2 separate regions of the Rattus norvegicus genome follow, and region 2 is linked to region 1. Evidence: chromatin contacts called from public HiChIP or PLAC-seq data. All regions are on one chromosome and are shown on one strand. The core of a region is the stretch at or near the end of the contact, and the rest is flanking DNA. Distances in the headings are between cores, read along the strand shown. Region 1 holds the start of Kctd12b (potassium channel tetramerisation domain containing 12b). Region 2 holds the start of Ubqln2 (ubiquilin 2).

What was found. HiChIP or PLAC-seq counts read pairs in DNA pulled down with a chosen protein or histone mark.
Region 2: a contact with region 1 is called in an H3K27ac HiChIP or PLAC-seq map of oligodendrocytes, with 4 times the contacts expected there. The contact joins the promoter of Ubqln2 here to the promoter of Kctd12b in region 1. A contact is called at or near these places in 2 of 12 Hi-C or Micro-C datasets (the A7r5 cell line and the Rat2 cell line) and 1 of 1 datasets of contacts at active chromatin or transcription factors (oligodendrocytes).

The regions. Positions count from the first base shown.
Region 1 is chrX:20,985,560-20,992,825 of GRCr8, forward strand. It overlaps Kctd12b (potassium channel tetramerisation domain containing 12b), which reads left to right and starts at 3,494. Exons shown (of 3, transcript XM_006256771.5): 1 at 3,494-3,725; 2 at 4,127-4,176.
Region 2 is chrX:21,229,008-21,236,273 of GRCr8, forward strand. It overlaps Ubqln2 (ubiquilin 2), which reads right to left and starts at 3,221. Exons shown (of 1, transcript NM_001108251.2): 1 at 1-3,221. The coding sequence starts at 2,933. The coding sequence ends at 1,017.

The DNA of each region.
Region 1 (7,266 bases), core at 2,244-4,743:
ATATATACACACACACATATATATTACTTCAGTTTTGTTTCTCTAGACAACTCTAATACAACAGTCTTTTTTTAAAAAAAAAGGGTCTCTGCTCATGCACAACCCGTGTCTTTCTATATTCACTGCTACAATTTCTTTTACAGCATTTTTTAATGTACTCACTACTTCAACATTGGCATTACCAAATTTCTATTCTTGATTTTATGTTCTCCAAACATGCCATGTATTCTATATCTCCATATGTTACATCTGATGTGTGACTCAAACAATTTTAGAGCATTGTGTTAGAATCTTTTAAAATAAGACTAGAAAACACTGTAGACTTTTTTTATATTAAAGAAGCTCTAAGAGATATATATGGTTTTAGAGATATTTATGTACAAAATAAATGCCACTATACCATGGCAGGAGTGATGGTAGAGAGGTGTACAAAAAGATGGAGGGAATTATCTAGAAGGAAGGAAATTTAATATAATCGGAGGTAACAGGGACGCTCTCTGGAGGAATTGAGACAAGAGGTAAATTTGAAACAATGAGTAGGACTTAGCCAGACACAAGAAAGCATGACGACTATAAGTAATTTAGGTAAATGATATACATGCACACATACGTGCACTCGTGTGTGTGTGTGTGTGTGTGTGTGTGTGTGTGTGTCTGTGTGTGTGTTATAATGATTGATGTAAATGTGCTCATTCCATGGTGAGCAGTATTCCTGAGTAATGGACTGTTACCTAGAAGTGTAAAATATGTAAAATGAAATAAATTTTTTGCTCCACAACTTGCATTTAGACATGATGTTTTATTTCAACAATAAAATCCTTAAGGCAGAAATTGAATTTTTCTCCACAGTGACCATAAGGAAGATAATGTTTGGAGTGCAGGAGATACTTGAAGGCATGTCTTGGCGCTGCTATGTCCTGTGACCAAAGTCAGTGGGAAACTACAATAACCTAATCCAGGCAGGATGACAAAGGGCACAGACACTTCGATAATAACTGCATGGGTAGCAGGAGAACAACTAAGAACTGCTGAGGTGTTTGCTGGGGATGGAGGAAGTACACAATGGGCAGTAGAGGACAGTATTATAAATACCAACCAAGGCCATGAGATCAGTTGAAGAAACAAAACTTGTAATTGACATGAATATTTCTGCCCTATTTTTGTTAAGAACATGTTTGTGCATAAATACACACATGTTTAGCAGATATTTGGGTTCAGGATGTAGGTGTTAAGGTGTGAAAATTCCCCCTACAAAGAACGACACAGCCTTGATAGCCACACATTATCTATAATGAACAAAAAGATCATTTTGTCAAGTGACTTAGAAGTTAATGATCGTACTCCATTAATTTTAAATTCAGATGAGCACTGTGGGAATTTTGCAGATCCCTTTTCCACTATAATTTTTTTCGTACGACAATCTGCTCAGAACTCCCACTCCTCCAAAAGCAACAGCAATTCTAAGAGATATTCTCCAGATTCAATCAAAACACGAGTCAAACTTGGAAGCAGTTAAAGCAGTGCCAGCCAAGAAAGGATTTTTGAAAGCATCTGAGATACTGGTGTTGTTTGAGAGACTTTTCCAGGGGGGAGGAAATGTGATACATATACACATATGCATGTGTACACACACACACACACACACACACACACGCACGCACGCACGCACGCACGCACGCACACACACACACACATTCAGAGAGGGGGGAATGAGAATAAAGGGGGAAAAAAGCAATGACTTACAGTCAACACTATTGTCTATTTAGCTGCCACTTGGAAATTTGGCCCTATACTCGTCAGAGGAAACTGTATCTTTCCCTAGCCCAGACAATGCATTAAAATAGATTTAGTTAATGGTATTACATTTTACTTGCATATATCATAATCAAGGTGAATATGATCTGTAGGAATGTCTGGGAATACAGGTAAATTTTCTAGGGAGGATTTTACTACTTTAAAAAGAAATGTCTAACTTAAAATAGGTCATTTGGTCTCAGAATTAAAAAGACCAAGCTGCTTTAGATTGTAAACACAGTCTTTTTTAATAACTTCTGTTTCTTTAGAATTTATTGCATATACATTGAATATGTGAAGCAGCCAATGCCCATTTGGAAGGGCATTGTTTACATGTCAAAAACAGTGTCTTAGTTAGGTTTCTACTGCTGTGATAAAGACCATGACCTCAGAAACAAAACTATTTATTTCATCTTCTACTTCTAAGTCACAGTTCATCAATAAAGAAAGTTAGGGAAGGAATCTTGACAGGAACCAAAGCACAGTCCATGGAAAAAACATTTCTTTCTAGCTTGCTCCCCATGGCTTTCTCAGCCTTCTTATGCAACCCAGACTCAACCTGCTTAGAGGTGGCACCATGCACAGTGGGCTGAGCCCTCCCACATCAGTTATTAATCAAGAAAATGCCCCCTGCAGACTTGCCTACAGGGCAATCTGAGGTTGACAAATCTTGAATTAAGATTCCAGATATTTCTAGGTGTATGTCAAGTTCTACCTGTAAGTATATCCTCACTCCAAATTGAACCATTTTAAAACTCATCTCTCAGAAAGGACTATTTGACTGAGAAAAAACTTTAAGATTTAGAGAGGCATAGCCCAGTTTTGAGAAGAAATCCACATTTCAAGCCAATGATTTCATTGGTGCTTAGAGAAAGAAATGCAAACACAATGAAATAACTTAGATGGATAAGTGGTTCAGTTTTTAGTCGGGTTTATACCACATCTGGACAACATTAACTAGGATTTTTGGAGTGAGGTAGCCTAATGTCTTGACTCTAGCATTTTTAAAAAAGTTGAATGTAGTGGCTAATACATGGTGTCCCCTCCCCTGTCTTTGTTAACACTGTCCTTTCTGCCTGCCATGCTAATCATGTCTTTCTGCTTGTGGCTAATTCCTATGCATCCGGTAAAACTTCGTTATTCCCCCAGGAAGCCTTCAGATTTCCCTAGATAGCCCCAGAATGCTTCCTTTCTGTTCCTACAATACTGTGCTTTTTCTCATCCATAGCAGTATCATACTTACAGTGCTTATTTCTTCTCAAGAAAGGAAAAAAAATGTGTCTAGTATTTCTTTATTCTCAGCTCTCAGCATACTATCTGACACTCAGGATTCTGTGTGTTAAAGTAAGCATATTTAATATTAAGTTCGGAATCCAACCAATTCTTTATTGAAAAGAATGTGATTGTGGTTGCCCATAGCTGTGATCCTGGTACTCCTGGTACACCAAACGCTGTAAATTTCAATGCTAGCCTGGAGTATGTAAGAAGGCCCTGTTTCAGAAACAAACAAACAAACAAACAAACAAACAACAAGCCCCTTACAAATCCTTTATGTAGTTGTGACTGCAAAATGTTTACTTGCTCTGCTGTAACCAAGATGAACAAAATTTCTTCCCTCACCGTCACCACTACCTTTGTTTCTTGCCCCCTCCCCGTTCCGTGCCTTCTCTCTGCTTTGCTTCTTTTCAGGCTGCAGAATAGAGCTGGAGGCTGGCTAGGCTGGAGAGGAAGTCAAGTATGTCATAGCAGGGGAGGAGGGTCTACGGGACTGCTAGTTTTAAAGAGGAAAACTCAAATCAAGCACCAAAACACACAGCAAGGGAGAGGAGAGGAAGAACAGAAAAGCTCTGTGGAGCTGAGCCCTCACAGCACTGAGGCAGACAGGCACTGAGGCTCGGCTTGGCAGTACCTGAGTGGCTCAAGACTCAAAGGTAACTATTTTACCACCCTGCTTTCTTGTCTTTTCTTTCCAGTCCATTGCTTCTGGAATTCCGGACCTTCTGGATTTGAGCTGGGGCTAGGCGTCTGTTGTTTCTCGATTGAGAGATCTGTGAAGCCTATGACTAGAAAGCAGTTTAGAGTTCCAAAAGCATCCAGAGCTCTTTCTGAGGAGGGAATTCAGAAAATTCAGATTGCTTTCGAGAATCTGGTGAATTTTTAAAGTATTTTGATTGACTTTATTGTATCTGGGTGCTAACATTTTCTTTTATGAGCAGACAAAAAGTCACAGACACAAGCTAGTTGGAAGCAAAAGGGGATAGTGCTGAAGCAAATAATTGGTTCTTAATTCTTCTCACTTGAAGTTGTTTTCTCCCTTTGCTTACACTTGCAGTTTAGCTGTTAACTCCTTTCTTGGAACTCTAACTTGGAGCAGTATAAAAGGTGGGCATCACTTTTCTATTTTAAATGTGTGGGTTTGTTCTTACAAACAAGTAAATATTTAAAACACACTGGTTTAAAAGAGGAGAGAGACAGAAGCCAAGAGACAGAGAAAAGAAAGTGAAGGATTCCAGAAGAAAATGGAGGGCGGTAAGAAAGAGGGATTAGGACACAGGGATTTAAAGCTTAATAAAATGGAAAGCTGGTTGTTTATAAAGTGTCTGGTTTTCCTCAGAAATGTCTTCCTGCATATTTTCTGGCAGTCACACATTTTGACGAGCTTACAGTATGATGTACTTTGCTACAGCTGACTTTTGTCTTTGAAAACCATGGATCTTGGTTACAAGTAGAATTATTCAGAGCCAGAAAGGGAGCGATACATGAGCTAGTTCCTTACCACCTTTGAAATGCTAGAATATACAGCTCGGTTTTTCTGGGCTTGGCATACAGCTGCTTTTACCGGTCTTCTCTGCAGCCTGAGTTAAGCCCTTTATTAAATGTCACCTCATTTACAGGGACTCTTATTTCTTTGATTAACTGAGGGCACTACCAACAAACCCTTAGCAGCCTCCGGTTTATTCATGAAAGAGAATAAATGAGCCGTTTCAGGGTTTCTTAAAAGGCTGCCCGCTGCCCACCCCCAGAACCCCCACAAAGGAGGAAAAAGCATTTCCAAAACTGACTGCCAGTTAGATTAAGAGAACTCTTTGTGTTTGTTGCTTGTCTGTTTCCCCATAAGCAAAGCCAGTTTAACAGAAATCATTGGGTTGGAGAAAGGGAGAAAAAAGTTATACGGGAAGCTTTATGTGTAAAAAAAGAATTTTTTACATTGCAAACACATAAAGAAAAATAAACATCTTCCTGTTTGGGGAGTATGCCCTTCTTGAATTAGTGCTATAATGTATGCACAAGGGGCTGTTTTGCGCTAGATATGTTCAATATTACAGAAACCACTTCCATTTTCTTTCTAACAGAAAGAAAAAATCAAATCAAATCAAAACAAAAACCAACCAACCCAAAACCACTCACAGATTAAGGTTCCTAGCTATGAGTAATATCAAATGTAGCTTTTCACAGTAATGCTTCTATACCTATATTTAAAAACGTCTGAGAAAGGCAGCAGCTGAAGTTCCAGTGCAGTTTCATCCTGACTTTTGTTCTGATTTCTGCTCCCAGAATAAAGGCTCTGTCCTTTTGAAAGTAGCTAACATTGTTTTGTTAACCAGAGTGGCAAACAGACCACTCAGTTTGACTCCCTAGAACAGTGACTCTCACCCTTCCTGATGCTGCAACTCTTTAATATAGTTCCTAATGTTGTAGTGACGCCCAAACAAGAAATTATTTTTGTTGCTACTACATAATTAATTTTGCTACTGTTATGAATCATAATGTAAGTATCTGATATACAGGACATCTGATATGTGACCCTCAAGGGTGTCATGGCCCACAGGTTGAGAACCACTGCCCTAGCTTGACTATAGTTCTGATTCATAAGATTTTGGATCATTGGCTTATAACTGAAATTTTCAGGTCAGAAGTCTGGTTTCTGGCAGTCTTCGCATGCCCTCCACCCCCAGCTATACTATCAGCATATGACAGAGGAACAAGTAATTGTGAAAACAGAGAGATTTCTTCAGAGAATTCACTCTGAGAAGAGGGGGACTTGATATTAAGGGTAAGAGACATGTATAATGAAGCAGCCCTAGTCAAGATGCACTCTGCTTGACCATTTCAGCTCTCTTCCTGTAAGACGACGTGAAGAAACGCTTACTGCGTGGAAGGAATCAATGTGGTTCTTCTTATTATCTCTGCTCCTAAGTGTACTGTTATGGATTATTCTCCTTTGCTGGAGGATGATTCCAGAGGAAAGGTTAAAGAAAAAGATTTATCTGAGTACCTTCAGCCAAAGTAAAGGAGGCAAAGAGATACAGAATGAAGGCAGAGACGTCAAACTTTTACCTTGGTTTCAATTAATCTTGTGGGTCCAGTGAGTCAATTTTTTTGAGCAAGAATGGTTTCTAAGTGCCAATTTCAAGTTGATTTTTTACAAAACTATATCTAAAACAACACAGAAGAAAAAATAATTATTTTTTTAATTTGCCATAAAATTATCTGTTTGTACAATGGGGGAAAACATCTTCAACTTTTGATAATGTTTTTTGGAAGAATACCACTTTTTGTATTCAGAAATCTGCAAAATCAATTACATTTCATATATATATACATATATATATATATTCAAGATGAACTTCTATAAATGGCTTTCTTCTCACATCTCTGAGATTATGACATTCTTGGCATTATTATACCATGTGTTTGTTGGTGATTTTTCTCACCATTCAATAGTTACTCTAACCTTCCTACTGGCCAGCCTCCCAGTGATGCTTATCCAAAGAAGTATAATCAAGATTACATTGTATCTGAGGACAAATTAGCCACAGGCATCTACATAAATAAGCAATTCCAGAATCTTGTTAAGTGTCCCAGTACAATAATTTCTGAACTGCACAGTAATGTGGAATATAACAGCATAGTTCATTTAGGCAACATCTCAATGGATTGCTGTGATCCATTGAGTACCATAAATACTCAGTGGAAAGCAGCACTTCACCAGCTTTTCGGTGCTTCTCAATCTGTGGGCCATGATCCCTTGGGGTTGAATGACCCTTTACAGGGGTCGCCTAAGACATCTGCATATCAAATATTTACATTCCAATTCATAACAATAGCAAAATTATAGTTATGAGGTAGCAAGGAAATAATTTTGCAGTTGGTGTCACCACAATTCTGTATTAGGAAGGTCGAAGTGAGAACTACTGCTCTGAGACAAGTTCAGGAAGCTAATGTAACTGATATCTGTTATTATTACTTATCAGCTGGTAAATAATGACTTATATGACTTATACAATTTCCTTCTCATCTTATTGATCATGTTTTTTCCTATATCCATCTCCTGGATAAAAAAAAATTGAGGCTTAGAGAATTTATAGTTTGCTCAAAGTTAGCCAGGTAATAACTAGTAGAGTCAGGATTCTAATTCAAACCTGCCATTTACTTTTATTATTTTATAAGACGAGATGGGTAGGTACTGAA
Region 2 (7,266 bases), core at 1,971-4,470, 240 kb after region 1:
GGAGAAGCTGAGGAACTCTTAGGTAAAAAGCACTTTCCTGGCGTCACTACACTGATCCTTCAGGCTGCACAAAGATTAAGGTCATATACAATCAATCTGCAACTGTTGACACAATGTTACACTGTAAGTTTTCTGTACAATTAATGTATACTTAGAGAAACCAGGATAAACATTTCTACTATATTTTAACTGAACTTGCCTAGCCAACATTTTCACTGAGAAATTTATCAAATATGCTGTAAGATTCTACAAAATTGTGAGACATACCTAGCTTCAGGATTATTTCTTATACTCTTTCTTATTTTGGTTACACATAATCTGCTCAGATTCTACAGTAATGCTTCTAGATGTACAATTCCAGTTGTGCTTACTGTACTGTGTACAAATAGCAAAAACAACCAATGAATGGTATAAATCTTACAGCATTTGCTAGCAAAAATACATGCCAAAGTCACAATAAGCAATATTTTACCACAAATTAGAGAGCTTCAAATAATTTGCTTCTGTTTTGTAATATCTTCATTCTACATTAAATTACTATCATAGGCTAATGTTTAAAATGCAAAGAAACTGGACATCTGTAGGACAAAACTTGTTCACCCAACTGTGAAGGCTGATACCTGTTTCCAAAAATCACAATAAATGCAGAATAAAGAGAAGTGTTTGCATGCAACACCTTTGAGTGAAACAGTATTGATTCCCACCATTCAAATCAGAGAAGGAAGGAAATCAAAAGAAAAAAAAAGAAAGGAATGAAGGAGGGAAGGAAACAAAGAGGGGAGAGGGCAGGCTAGAAGGGGAGAGGGTGGGTGGGAGGCTGGGGGAGGGGGGGAGGAGGAGGGGGAGGAGGAGGAGCAGGAAGGGAGGGACTCCACCTTAAAATGCTTCGTTTTAGATTTATACGTAGACAGATTTAAAAGAATCAAAATAAAAGTAAAGCACGATTTTGTGTGTTTAAAGATTTAAGAGCCATTATCAAAAATAAGATACATTTTTTTCAAGGTACAGAAACGGAATTAGGATGGCTGAGAGCCCAGCAGCCTCTCAATGGCCGCGTTGATGTCGCCTCCTGTTGCTATTAGGGCCTGCAAGTTTGCTTCGCGGTTTAAGAACCCCATGGCGTTGAGCTGTTCCAGTTGCTGCTGAAATCTCACTTCAGGATTCGGCGGCTGTGGAGGACTTCCTCCAGTGAGAGCCTGCACCATTTGCTGAATGAACTGCTGGCTGGGTCCAGATTCTGATGTTGGACTTATGGTTTCAGTAGGTGCAGAGCTGGACACAGTGGTTGCAGGCGGGATCCCGGTGCCGGTCGAGCCAGGGGAGCTGGCAGGGCCAGTGGGTCCTATAGGCCCGATGGGGCCTATGGGGGTGAAAGGAACGATAGGACCGATGGGCCCTATGGGAGTGACTGGGCCCACAGGGGTTATGGCCGTTCCCAGCACTCCCACCCCCACACCTGGAGTGAAGCCTGGAATGAGGCCAGGTGCTTCAGTGGCTAGTGTCTGTAGCCCCTGCTGGATCTGCAGTAGCGCTTGCATCGCTCTCGGGTTTGACATGGCCGCGATGGTTTCTGGACTCTGCATCTGCTGCAGGAAATTCGGGAGCTGTGGACGCATCTGCTCCTGCAGCTGAGGATTCGCCGTAAACAGTGGGCTACTCAGCATCATCTGGGCAGCCATATCTGGATTCTGGCTCAGCGACTGCATCATGCTTCTCATGTAGGGTGCAGACAGCATATTCTGAATCAGCTGGGGATTTTCAGTTATCTGCTGCAGCAGGCTCTGCATTCCTGGGGTGCTGAAGATGCTGGCCACATAATTAGCTGCAGCCATGGTGTTCCCGGCCGTAGTGCTGCTGGTGTTGCTGCCAGCCACAGTGCCACTGCTTGTGGTCGTGGTGGTGGTCGTCGCAGAGGTCTGGGTAGTTGGCGGTGGTGCCCAAGGATTAGGCAGCGGATCCCGATTCTCCGTGCGGGAAGGCTGAGTACCTTCCCCTGAGGAGGAACTGCTCCCCACCGTGGCAAACGGATTGCCCCCAAACTGCTCCTGTGCGGCATTCAGCATGGGTTCTTGAATGTCAGTGTACATGCGCCGCAGAGCATTGTAGCCACCTGGGATGCTTTCGAGATTACTGAGAGCCAGGTCTTGATTTCTCATCATCTCTTGCATCATGGCAGGATTCCTGGCGATTTCGAGAGTCTGCCTCATTATATCTGGGTTGTTCAGTAGGTGGCTGATTTCTGGGTTTCTCTGGATCAATTGTTGCATCTGTGGATTGGCCATGATGAGCTGCCTCATCAGATCAGGATTCGAAAGCATGCTCTGAACAAAGGGATTTTCCATGATCTGGATCATCATCTCGGGGCTGGCCAAGAGCTGCTGCTGCATCTGGTTCTGAAGCTCGGTGAAGTTGGACGAGTTCAAACCCAGGTTACCAAGGCTGGCAAGGCTTCCGAGCCCCAAGTTGCTGCTATTTGTGGTAGTAGCTGTGGTGCTACACCTGGGAGCCGATGATGTAGTCGCCGCCGGCGGCGCCGCCGCCGTGGTGGTGGTCGTGGTCGTCGTGCTCGTTCCCGCAGTAGTGCTGGGCTGCGTGGTGGCCTGGCCCTGCGGACGGTTCTGGCTTTTGATAACCAGGTGAACAGTCAGTCCATCATGGATGCCATGCTGGATCAAGGTGTCTTGATCTTTCAGGATTTTTCCAGCGAAAATCAGCACGAGCTGATCGGTTTGCGATTTGAAGCGTTTAGAAATCGCTTCCTTGAACTGCTGCACGGTGCTGTTCTCGGGCACCGCGAACTCCTCCTTCTCTTTGGGGGTCTTCACAGTGACTTTGATGATTTTGGGCTCGGCTGGCGGGTTGGCCGCGCCTGGGGCCGCAGCAGGGCCGCGGGAGGGGCGCGGGGGGCCGCTGCTCTCGCCGTTCTCAGCCATGGCGGCCGCGGTGACGCAGGCTCACAGGGAAGGCGCTGGCGAGCGAAGAGGGCGCGAGGGAAGGAGGCGCCGCGGCAGCGGACTGGGGCGGCCCGGCGGGCAGTGCGGAACACAGTACCTCAGAGATGAGGGCTGCGGCTCCTCCCGGTCGTCGGCTGCGCACTCGGTTCGGCGTAGGCCTCGGCTAAGGGCTGAGAGAGCAGGTCCTGCAGGCCGTCTCTGCCGCCGCCGCCTTGTGATCTGCCCGCGCGCACTCCCAGCGACTCCTGCAGCTGCGGCGCCCGCGCTCCCGCCCCGTCCCGCCCCCGGCCGCGCCCCGCCCCCTGCTGACGCGGCGCCAGCCCAGCGAGCGTCTCGCAGCCGAGCGCAAAACTCCTGCCCTGCAGAGGAGGGGGGGCGAAGAGGGGAGAGGGAGAGGGAGGGAGAAATAAACAAAGAGAGGGGGAAAGGGAAGGAAAAGGAAGGAGGCTGGAGAGAAAAGCGAGGGGACCGAGGCGAGGCGAGGGGGGGAAGGGAGGAGGCCGGGAGGTGGAAGAGGGAGGCAGCTTCTTTAGCAGCCTCTGAAAGACCAATGGAGAATGTGGGTTCGCAATCTGGGAGGCAGTGAAAGGATGAAAGCCTGAATTGAACCGATCCCAGGCAAAGGACGAAAAATGAATAGTAAAGAACTCTGACAAAGCAAAAAGGGAGAACGAGCACCCGAGTGGGGGAAGGGAAGGCATGGCGGGAGCGAGCATTTTACAAAAGGAGCCTAAAAACGACCAACAGGCTTCTGAAAATATGAGGCTCGCTCCTAATCAAAGGGATTCAAATAAAACAATGAGATTTTTTCCTTCGGGTTTATCATATTGGCGCCGATGAAAGAGAACGTTAAACCTTGTTGACCAGGAGCCGAGAAAATGCACTCTCATGCTAGTCGTAGTAGGAATTGTAATCGGGCAGTTTGAAAATACAAATGGACATTTTAAGTATTTGCACCTTTGTTTAGAAAGACCTAATAATCGATTCTAAAATCATATATATACATATATATATATATACACATACAACGTAGCATTTATAAACACAGCGTTTAGCTAGTTAAATGTGTCTGTAGCAGGAATACTATGATTTTGCCATACAATAAAATAATCCCTGTGTCTAAAAGATGGTGGCTAATTCATGTAGTATTACGTGTCTCTAAAAGAATACATTAAATGCACTGTAGTTAGGAGGAAATAATAGACGATATTTGGGGTTATATTTTCTATGGATTTATGTTTTTCTTAACAAATGGAAATAATACAGGCGTGTAGGTGTCAGTATCAAAAAGCTTGTAGACTATATGTGTGAAAAATAAATCTGAAGGGTGAGACTCCATTATGATAAAGGTAATTATTAATAGGAGATGAGATTGTGAATAAGGCTTATTTTTTATTTTTATAAGACTTTCAATTTTATGGATAAATATGCATTGCATTTATGATTTTTAAAAACTACAAATATATTTTCAGACAAAAATAAAGGTAAAAATTGACAGGCACACAATCGTGGCAGAAATGAACATAATCATTACAGATTAAATAAAGAAAATAAAAATGGAGTATTAGTGATATAGAAAACCTGAATTATAAAAGAAATAATTCTGAAATCATTTATGTTTATTTCTCTTGCTTTGAACACAGAAAATCCTTTTCCCATACAAAAACCTAGTGATGATTTAACAGCATTTCAAAATCATTACATCACAAATACCTCAATAAATCTCAGTGTAAAACAAAATATAGAGTCATTATGTCCATGAATTAGTATAAAAATGATCATATATACTAGGTCTCATACTAATATAATATACAATGAAAAGTGAACTTGCTTTAAATACAAATCTCAAAACATAATTAATTGACACACATCAAATGTAAATATCTATGGTGTTTAAAACATATGTTCGTATGTATGCAAAATATTATATTAGCTAGACAGGCTGGACTGTGGCTCACTGACGGAGCACATGCCTACCGTGTGTAAAGAGACCCTGGATTCAATGCCTAGAACTGAAAAAAAAGAAAAGAAAACAAGAGAAAATAAATGGGCAAGAGGCAGTCATCCTAAACATCTAGCCACAAGGAAGAGGAAATGGTACAGGATTCAAGACAATGACTACACAGAACTGGAGTTAGAGCTGTAAAAATGTGCTTTGTCTCTAAAATATAGGCAAACATGACAAGCTACCAGTAATGGCTGATTTTAGATAGTAACAGTTCACATCTGTTTACAATGTGTTTAACTTTACTGAAAATAAAGAGAAATTTAATATTATATCACAGGTTATCTTTAATCACCCTTAAAGGTAAATACTATTAACAAAAATGGGGAAGAAGAAAACACTTAAAATTTAAAGAAAACTAAAGACTTTTGAGACAGAACAAATTGAAATTCTTAGTAGAATGAATTGATGAGCATAATTATAATGAGAATATATGTCTCAATAATTGCCATAAGATTACTCTATAGGTAGTTTAAGGAACTTGGTACTAATAGACATTTCTAGGCCCCACTGAAATAAGTGGTGAACAAGAATCTGCATTTTTAGCAGGTTCACCTTTAATAACATTTGATTTATGGGGTATTATGTGAATGAACTCCGATTCAAATTTATACATTTTAAGGCTTTAAATGCCAAATAATAGCAAAAATAAGTGTATTAGACATTCAAATAAAGGAGACAACAGAGAAACCAGAAAAAGGTACCTAACATGCCAGCCATAAAATGAAAACAGCAAAGATAAACAAACAATATTCCTCTTCCTTCATCCTTTTCTCTTGCTGCAACATTTTCCTTTTTGTGAGATACTAGAAAGACATTTTATCTTGTTTAAATATGAAAGCAATGGATCACACCATCTATAAAGCTGCAAAAGAGCTGAGCCAGAGTATATACAAAGTCCCACGGTTCCATCCGCAGCACCACAAAAATCAAAAAAAAAGTAAAGATGTGAAAGACAGTGTAATGCTGGAGCTTGACAGAGCTGCTACAGAATGCTTAAGTCTGCTCTTCATAAGCATTACCTGAATTACTTTTAATAGCTATGGCAGGAAACAAGAACTTCATATTCCTCTGGGAAATGAAGGCCAACTTGATAACCAGTACTGAAAATATACTGAAACATTCAATTTTACTGAGCACTTCTAGGTTATGGCTGTATCCTAAAAACCTAAGTCCTGCATTAGTAAAATGCATTGTCTACCTGGAGTGGATCTACAGAACTCAAAGAAAATTCTTATCATTCTTCACTCTTGTGGATGCACATGGCAGAAAATTAATAATCATCATCATCACCATCACCATCATCATCATCATCATCATCATCATCATCATCGTCATCATCATCCCGTTACAACTAGAGAAACAGTTATGTAAAGAGGGCAAGATGTGAGTCAATGACATTGGAATAAAAACTCTACCACAGTCACGGATAGCTGTGTGATGTTAGAACAGTAATCATTTCTCTATAGTGTAAGTTCTCTACCAGCTACAATGGGACAAAGAAACATGTTCTTAAAGCTGCACTAGTTCATGAGAGAGAGAGAGAGACAGACAGACAGACAGAAACATAGGGAGACAGAGATAGACAGAGACAGAGAGATAGTGACAGAGAGAGAAACAGACACAAAGAAGGTAATTACTGTTATATTTCCCTTTGGGAAAATAAGAACAATGAGATAAATTTACTCTTGGAAAATCAAATTACACAATTAAATCTAAAAATAACAAATGACACAAAAGAGCAAATGTACAATTTACTTAGCACATAGTCTGCTCTGGGGTGATATTTTCTACCTTCATGCTCACTGCAATCTTTTAATAATTTTTGCTTTGTTCATTTACTTTATATATAAATAAGCAATGTGCAAGTCAGTCTTTCTTGAACTCCCAGAAATTCTAGTGTTGCATATCCACTTTAATCTCTGGGATGTAAGTTATGAACTGGCAATTCATGTGCTGTCTTTGGCCTGCCAACACCTAAAACTTGGCAAGTTTCCCAAACAGAGATTTATGACTTCAGTTTCAAAACTAGATGATCTGGTTACATTGGGTTCATACCATGCCATAATTTGCCTGGAGGTGAATAGTGGCTACATTCTTTAGATAAGGTGTGAATGCTGATTTGCAAGTTGGCTACCATTGAGCTTTATTGATTTTCTTATCAGGTTGGGTCTCCACGCTTTAGAATGTTTGATGCTCTTAGCAGGAGCCTCTGTTTTGCTTTCTTTTACTCTGTCTCTTAAAAACTTAAAGCCATGAACCACTGGAGTAAATTGCACAAGACCAAGAAGATAACTAGTTCACTTT